Linked DNA regions of Bos taurus: region 2 is linked to region 1. Evidence: chromatin contacts called from public Hi-C data. All regions are on one chromosome and are shown on one strand. The core of a region is the stretch at or near the end of the contact, and the rest is flanking DNA. Distances in the headings are between cores, read along the strand shown. Region 1 has its middle 45 kb from the start of OSBPL10. Region 2 overlaps GPD1L (glycerol-3-phosphate dehydrogenase 1 like).

Region 1 (6,277 bases), core at 2,266-4,765:
ACAGGGAAGCCTGGCGTGCTGCGATTCATGGGGTCACAAAGAGTTGGACACTACTGAGCAACTGAACTGAACTGACTGATAGTTGATTTACAATGCTGTGTTAATTTCTACTGTATAGCAAATGATTCAGTTATACGTACATACATATACATTTTAAAATATTTTTTTCCATTATGATTTATCATAGGACATTGACTATATGGCTCCCTGTGCTATACAGTAGGACCTTGTTGGTTATCCATTCTGTATATAGGCGCTTACATCGGCTAACCCTAAATTCCCACTCCATCTCTCCCCCAACCTGCTCCCCCTTGGCAACCACTAGTCAGTTCTCTATGTCCATGATTCTATTTCTGTTTCATAGACAGGTTTATTTTTCATTTTGTGTCATATTTTAGATTCCATATATAAGTGAAAGCATATGGTATTTGTCTTTCTCTTTCTGACTTACTTCACTTAATATGGTAATCTCTAATTGCATCCATGTTTCTGTCAGTGACTTTATTTCACTTTTTATGGCTGAGTAATATTCCGTTATCTGTATGTACCACATCTTCTTTATCCATTCATCTGTCCATGGGCATTGAAGTTGCTTCCACGTCTTGGCTAATGTAAGTAGTGATGCCATGAACATAGGGGTGCGTGTATCTTTTTGACTTACAGTTTCATCAGGGTATATTGCAGGACCACATGGCAACTTTATTTTTAGTTTTCTAAGGAACTCCATATCTCCACAGCAGCTGCACCAACTTACATTTCCACCAAATGGTGTAGGAGAGTTCCCTAGGCTCTCTGGTGGCGAGGCAGGGTTGGGGGGAAAACAGGTAAAATATAGAAGGAACCTTCCCCAACCAGAGTATAGATAATTAGAGAGGATAAAACATGTGTTCCATACGCACAGCACAAGGTCAAAAGTGGGAAGTGGCACAGAGGGTCTAGATGGAGTGCTGGGGAATCCAGAGGACGGAGGAGACTTCTAGCTGGTCTTCACACTATCAACAGGGACACAGCAGACTACAGATGCATCGTTGCTGTTGTTTGGTCGCTAAGTCATGTCCAATTCTTTGCCACCCTATGGACTGTAGCCTGCCAGACTCTTCTGTCCATGGAATTCTCCAGGCAAGAATACTGGAGTGGGTTGCCATTCCCTTCTCCAGGGGATCTTCCCGACCCAGGATTGAACCTGAGTCTCCTGCACTGGCGGGCGGATTCTTTGCCACTGAGCCACCGGGGAAGCCCACAAACGCACCCTATTCTCCGCAGTCTCTCTTTGCTCCTACTTTCCATCAGTTCTTTCTTACAAAAAGAGCATATTTCTTAGCAGTGGAAAAGGAAAGGCAACAGATGAAGAGGATACCAAACATTTAGCAATACAAAAGAGGAGAGGAGGCATCTTGGAGCGCTGAATGTTTGCTTCCAACCACCTTAAAGAGGATTAAAATATAAAAACTGCATCTTTGTAACAGTCCTTCCTTTTCAAGAGAAAGGAAGAAACACATTTTATATTGCAGTGCAGTGTGCATATTATGTGTGTGGACGTGCATGTCTGTGTCCAAAACACAAGTTTTACAAACCAGTACTTGGAGTGCAAATATTACGTATCATCTATTCTGTAGCCGGTGGCTGGCATGTAGAAGGGTCTTTGGATGAAGCACTTGGATTGGATGCTGGTATCATTTACCGAGATGGAGACAGTCGGGGAGGGAGTTTTTCAGACATTTAGAGAGAAGAAAATGAATGAGAGGAAGATTTCTGACTTGGTCATGTGATGTTTGCGTTGCTTAGGATAGCAGCACTCACACGTTTTGGCCGTGACCCACAGTTAGACAGATATTTGAAGTCAAGACCAAGCTGACCCCCCACATCTACCTGTGTGAGCATGTGTGCATGTGAGAGGCCGTCTGTATTTCTCCCTTCCTGAGCAGGACCATGTGAGCTCTAGGCTGAGAGGTGGGTTGAAAGATACTAGCTAAAGAGATGACTGGGTGAAGCAGTGGGGCCGTCATGAACAGGGAGGAAGATTCTCAAGTGTTTTCCCTCATCCCAGGCTGAGCCTGCATCCACATTCAGGACCCACTTCCAGAACCCAGTGACTAGGTATTTTCTGACGGCCAAGGTGGCTGAAGGATGGAAGATGGCTCTCCATTCTTCCCTTTGCTACACCGGGAGCAGAATAGGAAGGACGAAACTCTAGGTCTTGTCTTGCTGTGTTATTGCTGTTGTTCAGGCGCTCAGTCGTGTCTAACTCTTTGTGACCCCATAGACTGCAGCATGCCAGGCTTCCCTGTCCTTCACCATCTCCCAGAGCTTGCTCAAATGCATGTCTGTTGAGTCGGTGATGCCATCCAACCATCTCGTCCTCTGTTGTCCCCTTCTCCTCCTGCCTTCTATCTTTCCCAGCATCAGGTGGCCAAAGCTTCAGCTTCAGCTTCAGCATTAGTCCTTCCAGTGAATATTCAGGGTTGATTTCCATTTGGATTGACTGGTTTGACCTCCTTGCAGTCCAAGGGACTCTCAAGAGTCTTCTCCAGCACCATAGTTTGAAAGCATCAATTCTTCAGCGCTCAGCCTTCTTAATTGTTCAGCTCTTACATCCATACATGACTACTGGAGTCTTGCTGTGAAAAGAAGCTAAATTATGATGCCTGAAGGAGCGTTTCCATTTTTTGCAGGATTCTGCACAACATCCTCTTGGTTAAAATCTGAACACATTCCAAAAAGAGCTTAAAAAAAGGAGGGAGGGGTGGGAATCCCCTGGAGGTCCAGTGGTTAGGACTTCAGGGTTTCACTGCCTTGGGCCCAGGTTTGATCCCTGATGGTTCAGCCAAAAAAAAAAAACCCAAAAACCAAAAACCAAAATCTGAACACATTCAATTTTCTATTAGTTTTTTGAGCTAAGCGTATTGAAAAATATAGAGAAAAATTTAGCAAATATTCCCATTTACAACACCAAGTTGTTGGTTGGTTGGTTGCTTGCTTTTTTGACCTTGAAGCCCGGCTTGCAGGATTTTAGTTCACTAATTCAGGCTCTCATCAGTGAGAGAGCTGAGTCCCAACCACTGGACCACCAGGGAAGTTCCCCAGCATCAGGAATTAATAACTTACCTGTTTTGTCTGATATGCATATCATCTTCTTATTAACAAATATGAAGCATTATAGATGAAGCTGGAGTCCCACCCCTATTCCTCTCCTCTCTTTGCCCTGACTTCAGTCAGCCCTGATGAGTTTTATCTGTGTTTTCCAATCCATATTTTATAATTTTCATACATAATAGCCAATGTAGGGTATTAATTCACATACTGTTTTATTAACAAAGTATGGCTCCGCAAGCCATGGCTATTCTCACTCAAGTTTGTATCCCAGAACTCCAGAGCTTGTCCTCTCTGGGCATGACAGTAGCCTGTCTGGGGTCTGAGGCAGATCTGTGGATGCAGTTGCAGTGTCTCTGGCCCAGGAGTGAGGGTGTCACTGAGGAAGTGAGGGGGACCTCTGGGGAATTTCAGTCCTGCCTGCTTCCTCCGCTTAGCACGCTTGGCTAAATATAGCAGAAGCTGAGCGCCACCTGCAAAGTTCAGCTGTGAGGGCTCCTATTTGGAAAGGAGAGAACGTTAGCAGCATCGCTGGCCGTTTTCCAAGAACAATCTTTTGTTCAAGATGCCAAACGTGCTGCAGATACCAGTTGATGCAGGGTTTTCTTTAATGACCAGTGCCGTGTGTGGTAGGAAGCCCCCGGGGGTAATAGTCATTAAGGGACCTTTGAGACACACACACTTCCCTCAGCTGTCCCTTTAGGCATTCCTATAATCACATTGTTCACTTAAAAAGAATGCAAAACGTGAGAGTTGTGAGTTAAGCTTTACTGGGGGCAAAATGAGGACTGCAGCCCGGGAGACAGCACCTCAGGTCGCTCTGAGAGGCTGCTCCAAAGAGGTGGGGGGTGAGAAGAAAGTCGATGTATGTATGATTTGGTGAAGGGGGAGTTCATGCAACAAATATTTATCTTTGCAAAAGTCTTCTGCTAGTCAGGAGGAGCTGATGTCATCATGCAGGGATTAACTGCTTTTCTAGATATGAGGAGATACAAGAACTGGGCTGATAAAATCAGCTCCTGAAAATATCTAACTGTCTAAAGACCTGTTCTCTCAGTTTTTCCCAGAGCACAGAGTGCCTCGTTCCTTCTCTCCAGCCTCACCTACTATGGGGCGGGGGGAGGGAAGGGGCTGAAAATCAGCAACTGCTGCATTACCTGATTTAATCTTTGTAGAGGTACATGGTGAGTGCCCGTGACAAGTACCAATTTGTAGCTGACAACATCAATCTGGGTTCTACGTTGAAGTTATATTAAGCAGAATAGAAACCCCTTACGGACTTCACTGGTGATCCAGTGGCTATGACTCCAGCCTATCAGTGCGGGAGGCATGCGTTCTATTCCTGGTCGGGAAACTAGATCTTGCATGCCGCAACAAAGACTTGGTGCATCCAAGTAAATAAATAAAAATAAATATTAAAAAAGAAAAAGAATTCCTTAAAGAATATTAAAGTTCTTACAGAATCTTAGTGAGGACCAACTCCTTGAGCTTAAAGGCCATGGAGCCAGGAACAATGCCCGACTCCCAGCATTTCTTCCAACACAAAGCTTGTTTCTGTGACTCTCAGCTTGTTTGTGACTATGTTTCCTTATGATACAAGCATTTTTATAAAATAAAAGTATGTGCATGTGCGTGTGTATAGGAATACTTACTTGTACATGGTACAAAATTCAAAAGGTATGAAAGGATAAACAGGAAAAAGAAGTCTCCTTTTTCTTGATGAAAGTGAAAAAGGAGAGTGAAAAAGTTGACTTAAAGCTCAACATTCAGAAAATGAAGATCATGGCATCCGGTCCCATCATTTCATGGCAAATAGATGGGGAAACAGTGGACACAGTGGCTGACTTTGTTTTTCTGGGCTCCAAAATCACTGCAGATGGTGACTGCAGCCATGAAATTAAAAGACACTTGCTCCTTGGAAGGAAAGTTATGACCAACCTAGACAGTGTATTAAAAAGCAGCAACATTATTTTGCCAACAAAGGTCTGTCTAGTCAAGGCTATGGTTTTTCCTGTGGTCATGTATGGATGTGAGAGTTGGACTGTGAAGAAGGCTGAGCACTGAAGAATTGATGCTTTTGAACTGTGGTGTTGGAGAAGACTCTTGAGAGTCCCTTGAACTGCAAGGAGACCCAACCAGTCCATCCTGGAGGAGATCAGTCCTGGGTGTTCATTGGAGGGACTGATGTTGAAGCTGAAACTCCAATACTTTGGCCACCTGATGAGAAGAGCTGACTCATTTGAAAAGACCCTGATGCTGGGAAAGATTGAGGGCAGGAAGAGAAGGAGATGACAGAGGATGAGATGGCTGGATGGCATCACTGACTCGATGGACATGGGTTTGGGTGGACTTTGGGAGTTGGTGATGGACAGGGAGGCCTGGTGTGCTGTGGTTCATGGGATCGCAAAGAGTCGGACACGACTGATCGACTGAACTGAACTGAACTGACTGCCAGATATATACACTGAGAACAACAAAATATTGCTGAGGGAAATGAAAGAAGATTTAAATAAATACACATCAAAGTTCATGGGCTGGAAGACTTGTTATTGTTAAGATGGCAATTTCCCCAAAACTGACTTAATTCAATACAATTCTTATCAAAATCTCAACAGACTGTTTTTTGTAGAAATTGATAAGCTGATCGGAAAATGTATATGGAAATACAAATAACCTTGCAGAACCAAACAGTTTTGAAAAGGAAAATCAAAATTGGAGGATTTATGTTGTTCAATCTCAAAACTTATTAAAGCTCCAATATGCAAAAGGTATTATTATGCCAGTTAGGATACCAGTATCCTGAGATGTGCTACAGAATTGATGAATCTTGACAACATTATGCTAGGTGAAAAAAGCCAAATGCAAGAAACTATACATAGCATGATTCCATTTATATAAAGTGTTGAGAAAAGGCAAACTTGGGACATATGGTACCTATGGCTGATTCATGTGGATGTATGTCAGAAACCAACATGATATTGTAAAGCAATTATCCTTTGATTAAAAATAAATAAAAAAAAAAGTAGATCAGTGGCTGCCTGGGGCCAGATATGGATAATGGGATTGTCTGCAAAAGGGCTCTAGGGAATTGGCTGAAGGGGTGTTCTAAAAATCAAATGTTAAGACTCTACACTTTCAATGCAGGAAGTGTGGTTTGGGGAAATAAGGTTCCATATGCCACTCATAA
Region 2 (6,277 bases), core at 2,504-5,003, 93 kb before region 1:
CGGCCGCCCACCAGGCTCCCCTGTCCCTGGGATTCTCCAGGCAAAAACACTGGAGTGGGTTGCCATTTCCTTCTCCAGTGCATGAAAGTGAAAAGTGAAAGGGAAATTGCTCAGTCGTGTCCGACTCTTAGCGACCCCATGGACTGCAGCCCACCAGGCTCCTCCATCCATGGGATTTTCCAGGCAAGAGTACTGGAGTGGGGTGCCATTGCCTTTTCCACAATTAAGTACTAACTGCCTATTAAGATGAAGCCAGGGACTTCCTTGGCAGTCAGTGGTTATTTAAGACTCTGTCTTCCCTTGCAGGGGGTGTGGGTTCAATCCCTGGTCAGGGAGCTAAGATTCCACATGCCACAGGGTATGGCCAAAAAAATAAAAAATAAAGCCAAATGTTACACTGAAACTCCCCAGAATGCCTTAAGTCCCATGCCCTTTGTCTTTGTTTCTTTTTTCATCCTGTTGCCTAGAAGGCAGATGTGATGGTTGGAGCCCTGGTCACCATCTTAGAACATGAGGACAAGGGTCATCTCTCATGAGCTGGAGGGAGCCTAGGTCCCTGAGAATTTTGTGGAGTGGAATATTCATATGGAATTAGGATTTCTGCACAAGAAAGAAAGTTCTACCTTGTTCAGTCCCTATTATTTTGGGTCTCTGTTAATGAAACAATCTTGATAAACCATTTATTAAAAATAACAACAGGTTGAGCTAAATACTTATGATTTTTATACTTTTCTGTATGAAGAACAACATCTTAAAAGTTACATTAAAAAATACACCCCAACGGAAAGAAGCCAGACACAGAGGAGTACATACTGTATATGTGTATTATAAAAATTCTACAGTGAACAAAAGCAGATTGGTGGCTGCTGGTTTGGGAGGGAGGAGTAAAGTATAAAGACACTTATGGAGTTGCCTGGGGTGATGGAAATGTATTTGAGTGATGAAGTTCAGGGTGTATATACCCAACTGTTAAAACCTATTGTATCATGTATTTAAATCAACACCATTTAATGTACATGGATTTTGCTTAAATAAGTTCGGTTCAGTCACTCAGTCGTGTCTGAATCTTTCTGACCCCATGGACTGCAGCACGCCAGGCCTCCCTAAATAAAGGTGATATTTAAAAAAGAATACTCACTTACCAATTAAGAGATTAATGTAGCTAAGAGATGAAGGACATTCTGAAGGGTGTAAGATGCACTGGTACAAAATGATTTTGTATAATTCCTTTGAATGTTCCTTTTCTTTCAACATTGTAGGGAGCTGTTATCTTTCTTTCTCTCCCCGCCCCACCTCGCCCTTTTTTTCTTTTTTGGTACCTCAAACGCCCTCACGTTTTTGAGCATGAAAAAAGTGTACTTGAAAACTTTTTTAGAATAGAGAACATGACTAAAGGTTGTTACTGTGAAAAAACTAAAACATCCAAAAAAGAATGATTATATGTGTATAACTGACTCACTTTGCTGTTTAACAGAAATAAACACAACACTGCAAACCAACTATAGTTCAAAAAACTTTTTTAAAAAGGTAAAACATAAACTACTTGAAAAGTAAGATGCACTTGTTTTAAAAGAGGGGACATGGACATACTTGTGCTTACTAAAAAGACTGGAAGGGTAGATGACAATCATTAACAGCAATTATCTCAGGATGCAGAGATCATTAGTCATTTTCACTTTCTTCTCTACACCTCTCTGTAGTATGGAAGAATACTACAGAGAGGTATAATCAGGAAGAAAACAAAACTATTAATTATGTAATTAAGGAAAAATAGGCCCATGTGCCCTTGCTGGGCAGGCTCTAGCAAGAGAGGACTTCATTTCATTCAACCGCCTGGACACAAACGAGAAAAGTCAGGTCATCCAGAGTAACCACAGAACCCCGGACGGATTCTTCAAACCCACGTTCACGTTCTGACCGAGCTAGTATTTGCTACATTTGAGTCATTCACTCTTTGGCGCTCTGCCTCCTTATCGATCCGATGGGATGGTTAGCCTCAGTTACTGCCCAAGAACCTGCCTCTCAGTTTTTAAAGCTCCCAGCTCTGATGCAGGCTGGCAGGAATGATGGTAACCACTCCTGGTTGAAAGGAAAGCCAGGGGCAGGATGATAAATGGTTCTCAATCCCCATCTACCGCTGCCCCCAACGAACCACTCTGTCATGGTAGCAGGAGGCTTCTTGCCAACAGAACTGAAAAGCCGTGCAGTTCACAAGCAGGGCCAGCACATGGTTCCACCCGCAGAAGCTTCTCCAGGGCCCTCAATCTAGACTCTTTCTTCTCTCCCACCCTCTTCCTCTGCACCTTTGTTCTGGGTGGGTTTTCAGAGCTTCTCCATCCACCACCCAAAATAAAACCCAGTCACTTCATGACAGTTTTGGAGCACATGGGCCGTGCTGAGCAGTGAGACCACCCATTAGTTTAATGAAGGTCTATTAAAAACGCATAAAAACCTCACCCAACAATAATAAAGAATGCAGCCAAAGCCAGCATCTTCAATGTATAACAGGCTGCGTGCAAAGTGAGAATTCCCTGACAGCATTTGGAAAGATGAACGCGGGCTGCCTGGGGGCCCAAGTCTTTCGTTGGCTTCAATTTTTAAAACTCTCATTGTATGGAGACGTGACTACACATACACACGCGACATTAAGTGGTTTTAAATTATTACTAGAAGAAAAGACGTACAATTTGCAGAGAGCCTGAGAAAGTGCCCTATGGACGGGTCTCCCTGCATTCTTTTGATCTTTGCAATTTTCACCTGACAAAGTAAGGCGAACGTCAGATTAATTTCCTTCCCTCGGTGCTCAAATTCTTGAAAAGTAGCTTCTGCTACAAAAGAAATGACTCAAAAGTGACTCATTCACAGGGAAGCTCTGTATTTTCCCTTGTTTTTGATATGGCAGCTCAGGCAGCTCTGCTTCCAAGGGGAGAATGTACAGATGTTACAGCCCTGTTGGCTACTGCCCACTGTCAGGACAGAGAGGAACCCCAATCATGACTTCCTTCTGAGATTTTTTTTTCACGTGGACCATTTTTAACGTTTTTATTGCATTTGTTACAATATTGCTCCTGTTGTTTATTTTTGGTTTTCTGGCTGCAAAGCATGCGGGATCTTAGCTCTCCCACCAGGGAACGAACCTGTACCCTCTGCAGTAGAAGGAGAAGTCTTAACCACTGGACCACTAGGAAATGTGGTCCCACATTTTGGGGTCCATTGTGGTCAGGTCAAGTTCCCTGACCACAACTTTTAAAGGCAGAGGGTTATAAGTCAGGAGCCCAAGTCCAAACATGGAAATTTCCCTTGACTCTCTCAAGTCACTAGATGACAGAAGCTGCCTCTTTAATCTGATCTTTTCCCTTTACAGGCAAAGATTAAGCTATTCTTAGAAAAACCTGCCTGCAGCAGATTGTTTTTTCTTCTTTAAAAACAACAACCAACCATACCATCAAACCAATAGATCATCCAGAGTGACCAAGTTCCTCTTCCTGCTCAAGAAAACACATAGGAGAAATGTAGGAATTATAGAATACTTGGCTTCCAAGTAAGACTCTACAGTCAGAGTATGCCCCTGGCTTTCCAAATGTTCATGCCGTCCACTTCCCAGAGAACAAACTAGCACAGTGCTCCCAGATTTACAAACAGAAGCCCGCCATAACTGCGAGAGGAAATCTAACCACCCAGGAAAGGCTGGGGCCGAGCGGGAAGTGACAGACAACGCTGCCAATTCACTATTCTCCCCAGAAGTACGAGCGCAGAACACAGAGCTCATTCTTAGCATGGGGTGCAATGACGCTGGCAGTGGCCCTGCGTGAGGACGCCTCCCGTAAGCAGAAACGACAGGGCTGCTTTACCTTCAGGGCACCACACAGTTCAACCGTGTCTGCATCATCCACCACCGTAATTCGAAAATTTGGAGTCTGCAGAAGTTCTTTGAAGAGAAGGCCATTCTCCATTATCTTGCTGCCTATTGAAAGGTTAGAAAAAACAGGAAATTAATAATGGCCTCTCGTCTTAACTTTCGCATCTAACACAGTTTAAAATGAGTTTTGGACTTCCCTGGTGGTCCTGTGTTAAGACTCCGCGCACTCAATGCAGGGCGCACAGGTCCATTCCTGGTTGGGCAACTAAGATCCCCTCATGCCCTGGGGTGTGACCCAAAATTTAAAAAAAAAATTTTTTTAAGCCAATAAAAAATCTTTTTAAAAAGACCTTTTTCTCATTACAAAAGTGACATATGTTCCTGATAGGAAATTTCATAGTCACAGGACTAGAAACAGAAAAATATTCCACAATCCCACCACAGATAAAATCAACAATTTGACATATATCTCTAACTTACCAAAATTGGAATATACATAGTTTTTCTCAATTGAGAACATAATGTGGATTTCACAATCAGCTTTCTCCTATTTACGGCAGGAATAATTTTCAGTGATATCCTATATTTTCTACATTATTTTATTAACAAATGGCTGCTTTGTATTTTATTGCATACATGCATAATATTTTATCTAAGTGTCTTTCTATTGTTTGAGATCTAAAATTGTTGCAACTGTTTCCTACCATAAACACTTAGAGGCTCCCTCCACAAAAGTACCTCCCTTTCCACCAATGCTAGGACTAACCTCAGGATGTGCCTGGACTCAGTGGATGAGACAATTTCCCCACCCTTGGGGTCAGTCACATGACTGGCTTTGGTGAAAGTGAAAGTGTTAGTCGTGGACTTAGCCTGCCAGGCTCCTCTGTCCATGGGGTTCTCCAGGCAAGAATACTGGAGTGGGTAGCCATTCCCTTCTCCAGGGGATCTGCCTGACCCGGGGATCGAACCCGAGTCTTCTGCATTGTGGACGGATTCTTTACCACCTGAGCCAGTTACATGACTGGCTTTGGCTCATGGGACCAGACCTGACACAGCAGAATTTGAAGCCCATTTGTGCAGCAGCAGGGCTGGTTCCCATGTCCATCTGCCTTCACTGTGGGAACACACCCAGCTGGCCTGCTGGACCCCACAAGAAGATAGGAAGGAGCACAGCACTGCCTCCCAGTGGACCCACAGATGTGTCAGCTCTGCTTATTCTGGATGCCACTAAGAATTCAGGATTATTTGTTACTTAGCATCACTATGGCAACAGAGAACTGATACAACATCAACAAACATGTTCAGTGACTCAATTGGTGGAGGATGGAAATGCATTCAAGGGCTCCTTATTTCTGCTCCCCATTGGGACCATGCCTGGAATGATGTGGAGGATCAGTACTTTTCACATGTTACTTTTCTATTTATAGAGACTTTCAGTTCAAAACAAAACTAAAACTTTACACATAGAGCCTGATGTGAGATCTGCTCTGGTTGGTGGGGTGAGGGGTGGCGCTCAGCTCCGGAAATCAGGACGATAAAATTCGCCAGCTCGGTCCTGGCTCCCACGTCATGTTCTCCACACAGAGCTGGCAGAAAGCTCCTCCAGGGACCACAGCACTTGGGCTCTTCCAGCCTTGAGTTTCCTGAGCTTGTCTCCCAAGCTTGTCTGCACATTACAATCACCGGGAGATCTTTAAAAACACCAAAGGCCAGCCATACTCCATCATCCATTAAATCACAAGCTCTGGGGTCAAGCAGGCATCACTAATTTCTGACACTCTCCTAGTGACTTCAATGGGCAGACAAGTTTGAAAACCTCTGATGTGATCTCTAACCTCATGAGTAAAACACTATGGCACATTCAGCACTGTCATGAGGTTAAAGAAGAATGAGGTGTGCAAACTGCCTATTAGTTACAACAAGCACGCAAGGTCTATATAATCACAACGGGATAGTGATATTTACGTGCCTATGATTGACTTGCCCCACTCACACACAGGAGGCCCCAAAGAGGTTTACTGAGTTGCCCTCGGTCACACAGCTAGTAAGAGGCAGAGCCCAAATTCTAACCCGGATGCTCTGGCTCCAGGACCTACATGACCTCTCTCTATGCTGTGCTCCACTCAGGGGCAGGAAGAGAGAAGCAACAAACACATTACAATTAGAGCCACAGTCTTCCACTGCAGGAAAAAAAAAAACCACAGGATATTCAACAAAATTACACTCAGAAGTAATATAGTATCAAAATGATCCAGGGGAGGCCTTCCCCAGTGGTCCAGTGGTTAAAATTTCACCTTTCCAATGGATGGGGGTGGGTTTGATCCCTGGTCAGGGAACTAAGATCCTGCATGCCAAAAAATAAAATGAACAAACAAAGTTCAGAGACGAGTAGAGAGAGAGAGGGTGGGAAACAGATGA

The links. A called contact is a pair of places that touch in the nucleus more often than the background predicts.
Region 2: a Hi-C map of skin fibroblasts shows a contact between it and region 1, with 4 times the contacts expected there. The contact joins two enhancer-like sites. A contact is called at or near these places in 4 of 11 Hi-C or Micro-C datasets (liver, skeletal muscle, skin fibroblasts and 1 more).

What each region holds. Positions count from the first base shown.
Region 1 is chr22:6,542,214-6,548,490 of ARS-UCD2.0, reverse strand. No RefSeq gene overlaps it. Among named protein-coding and RNA genes, the nearest start is that of OSBPL10, 45 kb to the right of the region's middle. Within about 2 kb of position 3,515, at least 5 of the 102 cell types and tissues checked have an H3K27ac peak or open chromatin away from gene starts, as enhancers often do.
Region 2 is chr22:6,635,572-6,641,848 of ARS-UCD2.0, reverse strand. It overlaps GPD1L (glycerol-3-phosphate dehydrogenase 1 like), which reads right to left. Exons shown (of 8, transcript NM_001100363.2): 5 at 3,852-3,964. Among named protein-coding and RNA genes, the nearest start is that of GPD1L, 45 kb to the right of the region's middle. Within about 2 kb of position 3,753, at least 11 of the 102 cell types and tissues checked have an H3K27ac peak or open chromatin away from gene starts, as enhancers often do.